Linked DNA regions of Mus musculus: regions 1 and 2 are each linked to region 3. Evidence: chromatin contacts called from public Hi-C and HiCAR-type data. All regions are on one chromosome and are shown on one strand. Each heading gives the region's core, a stretch centred on a gene start, on an enhancer-like site or on the middle of the called end of the contact. The rest is flanking DNA. Distances are from core to core; before and after follow the strand shown.

Region 1 (4,337 bases), core at 237-2,736, 770 kb before region 3:
TCGTCTCTAGGAATCTCAGAGTACAATGGGAAGCTAGGATTTCAAATGCCACAAAACACCTCAAAAAAGTAGATGGTATCTCTCACACGGCATTTATATCTCTATCTTGCTAAGTGAAGAAGATTCTAGGAGAAGAAATAGATCGTGAAGTGCCTGTTTGAATTGTAATTTACAGTCATTCTTGCCAGGATACATTGTGATTGGTGATGTTGTTGGATTACTTTGTCAAATGGTTTTACAAGTTATCTTTAAATAACTAAACATCCAGTCTTTCTTTATATATTGAAAAAAATCTCCATATCAACACCCCATGAGCTTCATGTGGGGTATGCTCTGTGTGCATGGTGTGTGTGTGGGCACATGCATGAGCATGTGGAGCTAGAGGACAACTCCGGGTGTCTCCCCTGTCCACTTATTTACAATAAGGTCTCTTATTGTCCTGAGGCTTGTCATATTGGCTACTGTTGGTTGCAAGCCTCGTAGTAATTGTGTGTGTGTGTGGGGGGGGGGGGTTAAACTACACTTGACTTCTCACATGGATTCTAGGAGGTGGAATTTGAATTCAGGTTTCCTGCTTAGTGAACTTTTAAAGACAGACCTCCTCCTGCCCCCCGCCCCATAGTTTTAATGGTAATTCAACTGTTTAATTGAATCTATCTCCACATTCCTAGATCATCTTTTAAAAGACCCAACTCCGTTTCGAATAACACCTACATGCAAAGTGTAAAATGTGTACTAAGTCCAGTTATCTGCAGTTTCTCCGTTGTCATATGGGCTTGTGCTGTACTGTTTATCCGCATGTGTCCAAGAACTAGCCTGAGTTACACACTCATTTATCCATGTGCCCGTTGATACGGTGCTGGTCTCTGGGTGCATGTGCATGCACACACACACACACACACACACACACAGAGAGAGAGAGAGAGAGAGAGAGAGAGAGAGAGAGAGAGTCACACACACCATCCCAGAATTAACAGAACATTCTCCACTTTTGGTAAAATACAGACAAGCAAACTTTACAGAGCTGACACAAAACCAAATTTTAAGGGGGCAGGCACATCTTGTATTTTGTCACGGCAAATGAATGCATTACAGTCCTGGCATGCTTTCCTAATGTCCTGCGCCCAAACTCCCAATTTCAAGCCTATTAAGGCAGAATATCTAATGGCAGAGACATAGAAGACTGTACTGGCTTCTGTAGCTTTAAAATTGGTCACCCATTCTGTCTGGACAATTGCCACAGTTGCCAGGACTGCATGGCCTTTGTTCTGGTGGGATGTCCGAGGGGAGCCCCTGTGCAGTGCACATTGCCATCCGGTTCCCTGCGGTCTTACAGAAGTCTGGGCGGAAAAGTTTGAAGCGCTAGACCCTTTCTCACATCCTTGGAGAAGGGGAGGGGATAGGACCCCGAGGGAGGGTAGCAGAGCCAGCCTGGGAGGCGCGGTCTCCGCGAACGCGTGAGAGCGCGTGAGAAGGAGGGAGGGACGCGGGGCGCGGCGGGGAGGCGGGAGGGCGCCAGGACCAGGCGACCGCCCTGTTCTTGCGTGGAGACCCAAAGGAACCAGGAGGACCAGAAGGGACGGAACCCAGCTGTGGACTGTGTAGGGAGAGGGGCGGAGCTCGGACCGAGTGGCAGGGACGCGGCTGCGGCCCGAGGGGCGGGGGCTGCGAGCTGCCAACGGGTGGAGTCGGGGTCCCCATCGCGTCTCAGCGCAGCACATCTCCGCCAGTCTGCTCCGTGACCCGGCGTCCAGGAGCAGAGCAGAACCGCCGGGACCGTCCGTTGTTGGATCCCGGGGCACCGGGGATCGTTCTTCGTCAGGTAGGGTCGGCGGCAGGGTGTCTCATGTAGGGAACTTGGAGAATCCGAGGTTCCGGGTCCTGTAGCATGAAGGGACCACGCAGGGTCGCCAGCGCTTGTCCCAGCTGCTGTAGTGAGCGCTGGACAGGCATGGGGCGTGGGGCATGAGGAGTGGTGAAGCGGTTTCTAATTCCTTTCCAGCAAGGACCCTGCCACCTTTGGGATGTGGGAAAGGAGGCCAAGACCAGAATCTTTCTTAGAACTCTGGATTTAACCACAAGGAGGCAAATTTGGCAATTTGTAGAAAGAAACCTCTAGTTGCCATGGGAGATGTGGCGCTGTCACCTATGCAAAGGCTCCCGGGCGATGGGATGCACTTCTTCCTCTTCTCTGGGGATGGAAATGAGACTTGGGAGAACAAAGATGATGCTGGCAAGAGCTTGCCAGCTGGCGCCTCTTGCACATATCCCTCTGACCCTTGGCCTCAACCTCCCATTGTCTTAAGGCCAGGGACAAAGTGAGGGGCAGGTCAGGACTTACAGCTCTGTGCGTCCCAGGACCACAAAGGCTGCCTTTCCTTTCTTAAACACCTCGATAGGCAGAAGCCCTCCTTTTAACTAGTCTCTTGGACACCTTCAACATCTTCTGAAAGGAAATAGTGATTTTCAGAGACCTGGCCAGCTATCTGTGCCTTTTCCTCACTTGTGGCTCAGAATGGATTTGGGGTCAGTGTGTTAAGACTTTGTGTTCAACACTTGTCACCTGAAGGGACTATTGATCACTTTAGAAGCCATCAAAAAGCCAGGTCAAGCAAGACCTGGCTGTTCTGTGCTCGCCACAAAAAGGACGGTGTAAGGACCAGTCTTTACCCTCATGTATGTGCAAGGTGCGAGCGCGCGCGCGCGCGCGCGTGTGTGTGTGTGTGTGTGTGTGTGTGTGTACACAGGCACGCACGCACGCATGCATGCACGCACACATGCATGCACGTGTCATGTGTTTCTGAGACGCTTTAAGTAGGACTTTCTTTGAGAGTCATGGGAAGTCTCTGGTGTCCTGCCAGGATGACAGTTGTCCCACATTACTGCCAGGGTCTGTGATGCTCTTGTCACCCTGTCATGCCTGTCCTGAAACATTTAGTTTAGAATCAGGGTAGGCATCAAAGTCACCCATGAGATCTTGGAATGAAAGCCAGGCTCAGGAGGGACCTCTGCAGGTTCCTTACAGAGCCAGAGTTGCTTCAAGTTTGCTCTTGGTATATTTAAAGGGTTCAGTTGTTAATATTACAGAGGTACCAGTGATGGACAGTTAACTTTAACATTTCTATGGTGAGTGAAGGGGGAGACGAATGTGAGCCCACAAGACTTATATTTGGTGGATTTTGTGGCAGCCAGAATACATGCCAGTGCTCTGTAGAAAGAATTAATACCATTAACATCATTTAGAATGTAATATTTGTTTACTAAAGGAATAATTACTTTAATCGAAAGTGTCATCTCGAGAGCCCAGTGCAATGGTTAAGTTCATCTGTGTCCTGAGAGAAGTGGGACAGCTGTGACAGAAAGAGCCTATGTGCTCCGTGCACACTAACACAGCTGAAGCGTCTTGTGTTTGCACTTTGTTCTGTAAAGACACCCTTTCCCCACAGTCTGGGAATGTGTCAAGACAGATACTCCAGGGCCTGCAACACCAAGTCGTTAATATGATCTGTGGGCAATTCCATATTGTACAGATGAAAGGGAATGTCTATGGAACGGGAGCCCTCTGTGGGGCACAGGCCTTCAGCAGGGCAGGAATGGTCTCGAAGGAGACTGAACAAAAATGGGAACACGTCTGAAGGAAAAGTTGCCATGTCCTGCCACATCCAGGCCCAGAATTCACATGGAACTCAAATATGTGCATGGGTGTGTGCATGTATGCATATGTGTGTGTTTCTGTACATACATAGCTTGCAGAGAGTGAGTGTGCAAAAATAATCAGATACACGTGTGAGGAAATTGCACCAGATTTCAGCTATCTGAAGGAAGAATAGTATTTCTTTTAGAGTCTGTGCTCTGCTGAGCACCTCGACCAGGTGTCTGCCCTTTGCAGGTGGCATCACAGAAGGGAATGTGAGCCAGTGACAGACAATATGTATGAAGGAATCCTGAAAGTGATGGTCTCAGGCTCCTACTACTATCCAGGAAGCATCTAATACTCAGAGGACTTGGGCAGTTTCGTTTATTTGTTTTGTTTTTAATTACCAGCTAGATGTGTGTGGATGTACTGAGTCCCACTGTTGCCCTCTGCCTGGTGTATTAGAGCTGTGGGAAATGGGAGGGGCTTAATGACATGATCAGGAGGACAAAGCAGCAGGGCAGGAATCCTGCTTGAGTGGAATGGGACATTGCTCACTCACCTCCTCTGTCCTCAGGCATCCTTCTGGCCACTTCCTTTTTATACATTCTGGCCTGTATTTGGCACGACTCATTTTCTTCACGATTTCCATTGTGCTTGATGTGAACTTCAAGAGGGCAAGGTCATGGCATTGACATAATCC
Region 2 (4,549 bases), core at 1,699-4,198, 710 kb after region 3:
TGTGAATAACTGGAACTGGAAAAACAAACAAAGGCAGTGTCAATCAGGCCTTCTTACCGGTTTGTTAATGTTGGCCCCAGCTTGAATCAGCCAGACCAGACACTGAGGATGTCCTCCAAAAGCAGCGATGTGGGCTGGGGTCTGGGCATAGCGGGTGGTCGAGACATTCAGTGAGGCTCCTGCTCTTACCAACTGCATTAAGCACTCCAACTTCAAACAAAGGTGGGAGGAGAAACAGTACATGTCAGTATAGCAATTAATAGGACACAACCTAAATTCTCTAACAGTCACCAGTGGCATTTTTGCTAGCATTATTTTCTTCTGACAGTAAGTTAATTTTCTCCAATCACTAAGCAAAACTTTAAAAGCATTTATGCTGAGTGGAGTGTTCTTAAAACACACACACAAACCTCCTATAAAGGCGTTCACACTCATGGTAAGTAAACATCGGGCTGTAAAAATTGTACAAATTGTACTGTACTGTAAAAAGTGCAGTAAACTCTTTATAGTCAGACTTTCCCACACCGTGCACAACCCCGACACACTGAACTGCCCCAAAGCCCAGTCTGTATCTCTCTCTCTCTCTCTCTCTCTCTCTCTCTCTCTCTCTCTCTCTCTCTCTCTCTCTCGGCCTTTAAAACTGAACAGAAACCAAGTATGCGAGATAAATAACTAACTATAATAAAAGAGTCACACCACGGCTGAGCTCACCCAGTAGGTGACTAACTCAAAGACTGGCAAGCGCAGACAAGATCCAGCCAGGTCCCACTGCGCTGGCAGCTGGCTATGAGTCCACCACATTCAACATGTGCCTACACTGGCCAGGAATTTCTTCGGTACTTACTTGTTCTCCAATTTTGGACTGTCTGTTTCTCTTCAACTGACCACAGGCAGTGAAGAAGCTGTGCTTGGTTGCAAGCAATTCCTGAGAACAAACAGCACCCCGAACCTCCTATCTGTCTCCCCAAGCAAGGTAAGCTTGTCCTTACAAAGGACTGGTCACTTCAATAAACACAGATTCTCTGAGTTTTTATTGATCGGCAGGCTGCAAAACTTGCACAGTCCACAGCAAACAGACATTAGGACAGTGTTAGAAAGTGATGGCTGGCCAGGCGGTGGTGGCGCACGCCTTTAATCCCAGCACTCAGGAGGCAGAGACCGGCGGATTTCTGAGTTCCAGGCCAGCCTGGTCTACAAAGTTAGTTCCAGGACAGCCATGGCTATACAGAGAAACCCTGTCTCGGAAAACCAAACCAAACCAAACCAAACCAAAAAGTAATCGCTGGTGAGATTTCCCAAGGGAAACATACAAGTACAAAGTGGCAGTAAGATGAACAGGTGTCAAGAGAAAAGCAGTTAGTTAACCTTTAACGTGGAGCCAGGATTTGAACCTGTTAGCTATGCCGTGTTCAACCTAGGAAACTGGCTTTGGAATTGTGGAGGGTCCTTTTAAATGGGGCATCTGGTAAAAGCAAGATAGTTAGCCTTCACAATGGCCAGTTTTCCGGGAATAAATAAGCCCCATAAATTACTGGGTAACCTGAGCATCACTGGTAGGTACAACCTAGGGAAACACGCTGGAAACCTACAGGAGGGAGAGCAGTAACACATGGCCCGGCTGGGGTGAAAGGCTCAGCCTTTTCGCCTCTAAGAGCTTTCCGTAATAGTTGGAACGGGTTAACAAGATGGTTCCGTATCTTAAGACCATCCAGGTTTCAGATAGGAAAGCTCAGAACTACAACGTCCTCGCCTCCGCTACAATACTGGTCTCCAAAGTCAAGTCTACAACTCGTTCTCCGTAGACGTGAAAATGCTCCTTTAGCTTTAGATCAAATTCTGGTAAACAGTACAGCGTGAATTTTGCCGCTTTATGGCGCAGAAGCACTTCTGTGTGCAGGTTAACTAAGGCGACCACGAGAAGGTGGATTCCCAGCGACTACCTGCACCCAACTGCATGCCACCTTTCAACACCAGGAGAACGGGGCCAATTAGCGCAGCTTACACAGGACGGTCCCGGTGGAGAGGGGGCCGATAGGCATGGCCGCGACCCCGCCGTCGGCCATAGCAGGTGCAGACTTGACACCCCCGGCTACGAGGGCAGCGCCCATCCCTCCGTGCCTTCAGGGGGCCCTGCACCCGGTTTCCATTAGACAGAAGCGCGAGGCCCCCAGTTTCCTCCTCGCCACGATTCCCGAAGCCCGGCGGCCTCCGCGCAAACGGCCTCAACTGCAGTCTGCCCGCCCCGCTCGGAAGAGCCACAAGTGTGCACATGCGCCCTGGATCCTTCGGGGGAGCCGGCGAGACGGACCCCATTTCCGCCCCGCCTCCCAACACTCCCCGCGCCCCCGGAGGTCCTGGGTCGCGCGCCGCCCGCCGCACATGCGCCTTGAAGCCCTCGAGGCGCCCGCGGCGTCTGAGCAGCTTCCGCGCCCCCCACCCCCCACCGTCCTGGGTCGCAGACCGCGCGGTACCGCACATGCGCCCTGGAACTCTCAGGGGTTGCGCTGCCGCTGCCGACCGCGCTCTCCAGACACCGTGGGGTGCGCTCTGACCCTAACAGCACACCACGCGGAAAATGGCGCCTTAAAGTGCCCGCGCCCACCTTGCCGAAGTGCGCAGCCCAGTGCACGGGCGTCCAGCCGTAGAAGGAGTCCTCAGCGGCCAGGTGAGCGCGCGGCGTGTGTGGCAGCAGCGAACAGAGCGCGACCAGGTCCCCGTCCCGGCAGGCGCGGTGCAGCGGGAAGCGGAGCGACAGCAGCTCCTCGCTGGAGAAGCCTGCCTCCACGGCCGCGCCCGCTCCCGCTGACATGATGGGTCGCTAGGAAGCACGCGACTGATCGGCCAGAGGAATGTGCCGGTGAAGGCCTGCGAAGCTGCCGCCACTCGAACACAAAGGACAGGCGAGCTGCTGCCGCGTCCCATCCGCATCCGAGCGCAGCGAGCACTGAGGGCGGGACCTGAGCCACGGGGCGGAGCCTGCGCCTTGAGAGGGTGGGGCCTAACAGTCCGCTGCCTCCGACCGCTGCTGACGCCCGTGGTGGGGCGAGGCCCGCGCCTGGATAGGGTGGGGCCTCCCGCAGGTGGTGCTGAGGCTGGCGCCTGGGATAGGGCGTGGCCTTGGCTGCAGGGCGGGGCCTTCTCAGGGTCTGCGCAGGAACGCCGCCTTAGGCGTCTGGTGGTGAAGTTAGGGGCTGGGAGGCGATCACCGCTTGAGGAGGCCGCTACTGATGCCAACGCTGAAGGTGTAGGGGTTGAGGGTGGGCCTGCACGTTAGTGTGGTTAGAGGGACGAGACTTGCCGGGCAGTGGTGGCGCACGCCTTTAATCCCAGCACTTGGGCGTCAAAGGCAGGTGGATTTCTGAGTTCAAGGCCAGCCTGGTCTACAGAGTCAGTTCCAGGACAGCCAGGGCTATACAGAGAAACCCTGTCACGAAAAACAAACAAACAAACAAACAAAACAAAACAAAAAAAGGAGGGGGGAGACTTGGCTGCGACTGAAGCCTGAGGAGGCCGCGCCTGAGACCTCGCCTGAAGCCGGAGGCCTACGACCCTGGCTGTAAACCTTGCCTGGGGCAAGGCCAAAGCCCAGGCCGGCCTCTCTGTGATTGGCAGCTGAAAGCCACGCCTTAACTAAAGGAGGAGAGTCTGGGATTTGGAGCGGAGCGGCGCTCTGGTCGATTCCTGGGGCGGCTGGGCGTGACCTGGCGCTGGTGGGTGTGACCTGGAGCGGTTGGAGCTCGGCCGCAGGTTCCTGCTGAGGACGATGCCTGAGGCGCTACTTCTAAATAGAGCTGCTGCTCTGCCAGGCACACTCGCGAGTGGGGACTCAGGACTCTGGCAGCCGGCCCTGGCCTGCTTCCGCGGTTGCCTGAGTTCCTCCAATTAGTGTTTATTGGGCGCCTGCGGAGCACAGCTCCTCATTAAAAACCCGAAAACAAGGGTGCAGCCAGTTAACTTCGGTATGCCTTAATTGGAATGGATGCCAGAGAGAATCGAGAGGCCCTGGCGTCTGTAACTGTAAAGCATGAGTCACGTGAGCAGGCTGGGCACATGGTGAAAGAAATTTTAGAAAAATTGACTACTAAATTCTCTTTCCAATGGTACAATGCTATGGTTGTAAAAAATTTGAAATTTTTCTTTTTTCTTTTTCTTTTTGTTCTAATTTTGGTTTTTCGAGACAGGGTTTCACTGTGTAGCCCAGCCTGGTCTACTCACTCTGTAGACCAGGCTGGCCTTGAACTCAGAAATCCTCCTGCTTCTGCTGGGATTAAAGGCGAGCACCACCACCTCCTGGCTATAAAATTTGAAAATCATACTGAGCCATTAAGGAGTAGACACTATTCATGGAAGTTTTACTTTTTTTTTTTTTTTTTTTTGGTTTTTTTCGAGACAGGGTTTCTCTGTATAGCCCTGGCTGTCCTGGAACTCACGTTGTAGACCAGGCTGGTCTCGAACTCAGAAATCCGCCTGCCTCTGCCTCCCAAGTGCTGGGATTAAAGGCGTGAGCCGCCACCACCGGCCAGCTTCTACTTTTTACTTAATGAAGTTT
Region 3 (4,374 bases), core at 802-3,301:
GAGAGAGAGAGGGTGCCCCCCTAAACAGGTACTCCTGCCACAGGGATGAAGTGGGAGCAAGGAGGACATCATATCCCCCACCACTTTGACAGTGGCCACTGCATGGATCCTCAAATAGCATTGTTCTTCAGAGGAGGCAGACTCTAAGTCAGCCTCAGCCCCATGTTCCTCTGGCCATGGCTGGAGCTTCATTTTCAGGCCAGACTCAGCCTTCTGTAACCTTTCCACAGCCCATTATCCCAAAATAAATCCAGGAATTGAGGGGGAAGTTCACATCCCACATGGTGCCAGGAGGAGCCTCTGCCAACTATCAGAGGCTAGGCAGCACTTGGCAGCTGGAGTTTTTACTCAAAGGAGACAGCACAACCACAAGCATCTACCACTCCCACCACCAGGAGACTGACTTCCCATCCCAGGCTGCTCTGTGTTGTCTTCTCCACCCCAGCACACCTGACCCCCTCACACAGATCTGGGGGTGATGTGCTTAGCAAGTGGTAACTGACAATGAAGAGATAGTTCAATCCATGTCCAGGTTCCTGGATGTCTTGGTTCAGATTTCCCAGAGGCAAGCTCGGTGATTGTTCCTGGTTCTGTAGCAAGAAAGGCAACAACGGGTCTGAGAGCAGGGAACACAACACTAGGGAGTCTGCAAATTTCCTGCAAGCTTCATGGGGAAATGTAAGGCTACTGCAGCAAGGATCCTGTGCACCCTGCTCTCCTGACCCCGTGAGACATAAAGGCTGGGTATCCTGTGCTGAGGGCTCCACCCTCCCCTCCTGTATTCTATGCAGGCTCCTGAAGCCCTACATCTGGGGGAAAGTGAGGTCGTGTTAGTTCCTCTGAGACTCCCAAGGGTCTAACTGCAACGTGTGGTAGTACCTTTGCCACCCAGGGAATCCACTGGGACTCACAGGACAGGCTGACTCTGCCTGTCCTCCACTTGGCTCCATGATACTGTGCTTTGACTGAGCCCATGGGAGGCCTCACTGGGAGGTGGCACTGGCTTAGTATTGCTCCTGCTATGTCCAAGTAGAATCCTTGCCTCCGCCATAAATTGTCAGTGGCATGGAGCCATTGGCTACTCAGTTCAGTTCCTTGGGTGACAGGACTGCAGCTCTATAGAGGGAGAACATAGATGTGTTCTCTCAACAAATAGTTGAAGCTAAAGATGGAGTCTTCTCACACTGAGTCCAAGAACTCACAGCCACACGCATAATCAGCCTCTCACTGGAACTGCCCAAGACCCAGATGCTCCCAAACCCTCAACAGTGAGCTCAGAAACTCATGAGCCAAAGACATAACCTGACAAAGCAGACCTGTGGCAGACACACAGTCCAGAGTGCTAGCCAAGCACACTCAAGCAGCAGGAGAGTGAACTCCAGGTGCAGCATAAACGAATAAGGGGTACTCAACAAAGCCACAAAAGGGATTGTGATCTATAGTTAGGCATTGTTACGTCAGGGCTGGCATGATCAAGGCCACCATCTTCCGTTTGATCGTTTGTTGTTTGTACTTCTGATTTTAAAAATGAAGGTACAAAAATATTACGCAGTCACAAACACACTGGCACAGGAGGCAAGCATGAATCACCCATAAGGGATCGAATCCACGTACCTTCACGTCCATGGGTGTGAAGCATCCTGGTGTTGGCTGGAGTAGATGGAACTGTGGGTGACTTCATGAATGCAGGGTTTCCTCCTGGCCTGATAAAAGGAAAACGTTCTGAAACTGAATTGCGGTGTCAACTACACAGCTCTGTGAACAGTCTGAAAACAGTCATGCCGGGTCCCACCACATCGAATGATTTACGTCTTAACAAAGGTAACAAAACCTATAGAGGGGCATCGAAGCAAGGACTCCCACCTGGCTTCTTCGTCACACTGTGCTCATGACCTCTATTCAGCGTCACCAGTAAGCCATGATCTCTTCTGGGGCAAAGGCCCCTGGGATTTGGATGGATGCCCAGGACTACAATCAAATGTTCTGGGGGGACCTGGTTCGACTCATTTCCTGGCTCACTCACACATTCCCCTTTGAGGTCTTATCCCAATGAAACAGCTCGTTCCGGTGGAGCCAGAGACTTCCAGAAGGCAGGGCCAACTTGGTCAACATCTCGGCAGCTTGAATCCCGTTGGCCTGGAAACGGTGCAAGTTTATCTATTTTGTAACCAAGCCCCGGCTCAATGAAATGTACTTTCCGCTGAGCTCCTCTCAGGGGCTTTGCCTTTCTCTGTCTATAGGGGAGGGATCGTTGCCAGGGGGATCTGGCTCTGTGGACAAGCTGATTTCCCAACCTGGGTAAGCTGGCTTTGCGTCCCAGGGTGTGCACGTCGGTCCGAGCCCTGATGACGGCAGAGCCCTCGGCTCTCGTCCCAGATGTCCACCTCCGTAAACAGTGCGGAAAAGCCCAAGCATCTCCTTGTTGCTTGGAAACCTAGGACAGACCTAGGGGGAGACAGTTTGATGGCCTAGTGAGTACCACCCTGAGTCTGTGATGAAAGCCTAAAGGAAAGGGGGGTGCCAGTAGACAATGGAGCCTCAGCTCTCCCCAAGCTCAGGCAGTCCCCTGGGCTGTTCTCAAGGCATCCAAGCTGCCCTGACAAGAAGGAGACAAAGCACTTCCCAGGACAGTGGGAACCCTGCCAGAAACTTCCAGCTCCCCGACATTCCCAGCCTTGCCTCTTGGGTCCTTTAAGACCTGTGAACTCACTCTGAAAGACAACTTTGGATCCCCTGGAACTGGGCTTACAAGGAGCAGTGAACCACCTGATGTGGGTTCTGGGAACTGAACCCCGATCATCTGTAAGAATAGCATCGTGTGCTTAACCTTCTAGCCACTGAGACTTCTCTCTAGACCCATCTCGGTCACTACTTTTAAAATGAAACCATTTTAGAAGTGTAAGACATATTACACTTTCCAGGAGTGAAGGATTGGGAGGGGGGTGTGTGTGATAGGGCTTGGTGTTGTCAGAACACCGGATAAGTGAACCCACACAGGAAAGAGAACCAAATACGAGGTACAGGTACCCACAGTGTGGCCCCTTTGCACAACCTGTGTACTATCTGTGTGCCATGGCTTTCCAAACCCTCCCCCTTGGGAGAAACTTGGCACAGGGTCGATTCGTGTTGTTCCTACAACTGCATATGAATCCAGGTATGCAATGGCCTTACATGTTTTAACTCTATTTGTTTTGTAAACAAACATGTTATGCTTTATAACTGCAGTGCTGTGCTGGTGAACAGTACACTACGTTACGAATTTGGTGTCTTAAGGCATCAATTAGTCACAATCAAGACACTGAGTAAAGTTAGAAGGATCCATCAAAGAGATTGACCAAAGTCAAGAGCCAAACACCATCTCAGTGGGTGAGATGGGGGCTAAGGACAGAGGATCCACCCAGACATGTTTGACAAGTTGACACTAGGTACTCTGATTCTTAGGTGAAAGTTAAGATGGAGTCTCCACAAGATCTCCATCATTGAGGACAAGAGTCTGGTGCAGCCGATCAAGCTGGCTAGGGTAACCAAAGTGCTGGGCAGGACTAGTTCTCAGGGACAGTGCATGCAGGTACAAGTGGAATTTATGGATGACACCAGCCACTCTATCATCTGAAATGTCAAAAAGTCCTGTTCCAGAGGGTGATGTGCTCACCCTACTGCAGTCAGAAAGAGAAGCTCACAGATTGCCCTGACCTTGCTGCTGGGTCCTGGATCTCTACCACTTAGCCCATGGGATGACCCGAAACTGTTAAATAAAGAATTTGTGTTGAGAGAGAGAGAGAGTTAAGATGGATTCAGAGAGAGTTAAGCTATCTACTGTGGATTTATGAATGAATGAATGAATGAATGTGAGCTTTGCTATAAATATTCTGTCTCATTCTTCAATTAATTTCACCATCATCTCTAGAAGTGTTATAACGTAGGGCCAAGAAAAAAATAGTTTAGTCACATTCAATGACTCACACAAATGTCATGTATAAATTACATTTCAAATATATCCTTTTCCACCGTGCCCCTGACACTCACAACATAAAATATGAACTCTCCTCGTCTGTCAGAGTGTTCAAACAAGCCTTCCCTGACAGCTCCATCTAAGTTTCCACGTCCCAGGACAGCAGGAAACACCCCCCTTACCTGGCCTCACCTTACCTGGCCTTATCCTCTTGCTGCTCTGACCTATGCAGTTTCATCATTTAGAATCATCTGACCTGTCTTCCTAATCCAGGTTACATTGTTCTTGAGGACAGGGCCTTGGGGAGGCCCAGGAAGGCATGTCAACACACGATACTTGGAACATACCTGGAATTTAATAGACATCTGTTCATTGCGTCAATGAATTTCCACGGCTGTAGCCTCCTCCACTTCAGACATTTT

What was found. A called contact is a pair of places that touch in the nucleus more often than the background predicts. HiCAR-type assays count read pairs that join an accessible place to other places.
Region 1: a contact with region 3 is called in a HiCAR-type map of astrocytes, with 2.2 times the contacts expected there. The contact joins the promoter of Myo16 here to the promoter of 3930402G23Rik in region 3.
Region 2: a Hi-C map of muscle stem cells shows a contact between it and region 3, with 4 times the contacts expected there. The contact joins the promoter of Ankrd10 here to the promoter of 3930402G23Rik in region 3.

The regions. Positions count from the first base shown.
Region 1 is chr8:10,152,425-10,156,761 of GRCm38.p6, forward strand. It overlaps Myo16 (myosin XVI), which reads left to right and starts at 1,487. Exons shown (of 35, transcript NM_001319151.1): 1 at 1,487-1,822.
Region 2 is chr8:11,632,809-11,637,357 of GRCm38.p6, forward strand. Ankrd10 (ankyrin repeat domain 10) reads right to left here and starts at 2,949. Exons shown (of 6, transcript NM_133971.3): 1 at 2,603-2,949; 2 at 58-210. The coding sequence starts at 2,809. It overlaps Mir7238 (microRNA 7238), which reads right to left and starts at 2,928; the gene lies at 2,886-2,928.
Region 3 is chr8:10,926,406-10,930,779 of GRCm38.p6, forward strand. 3930402G23Rik (RIKEN cDNA 3930402G23 gene) reads right to left here and starts at 2,052. Exons shown (of 4, transcript NR_135302.1): 1 at 1,864-2,052; 2 at 1,615-1,703; 3 at 880-1,116; 4 at 1-590.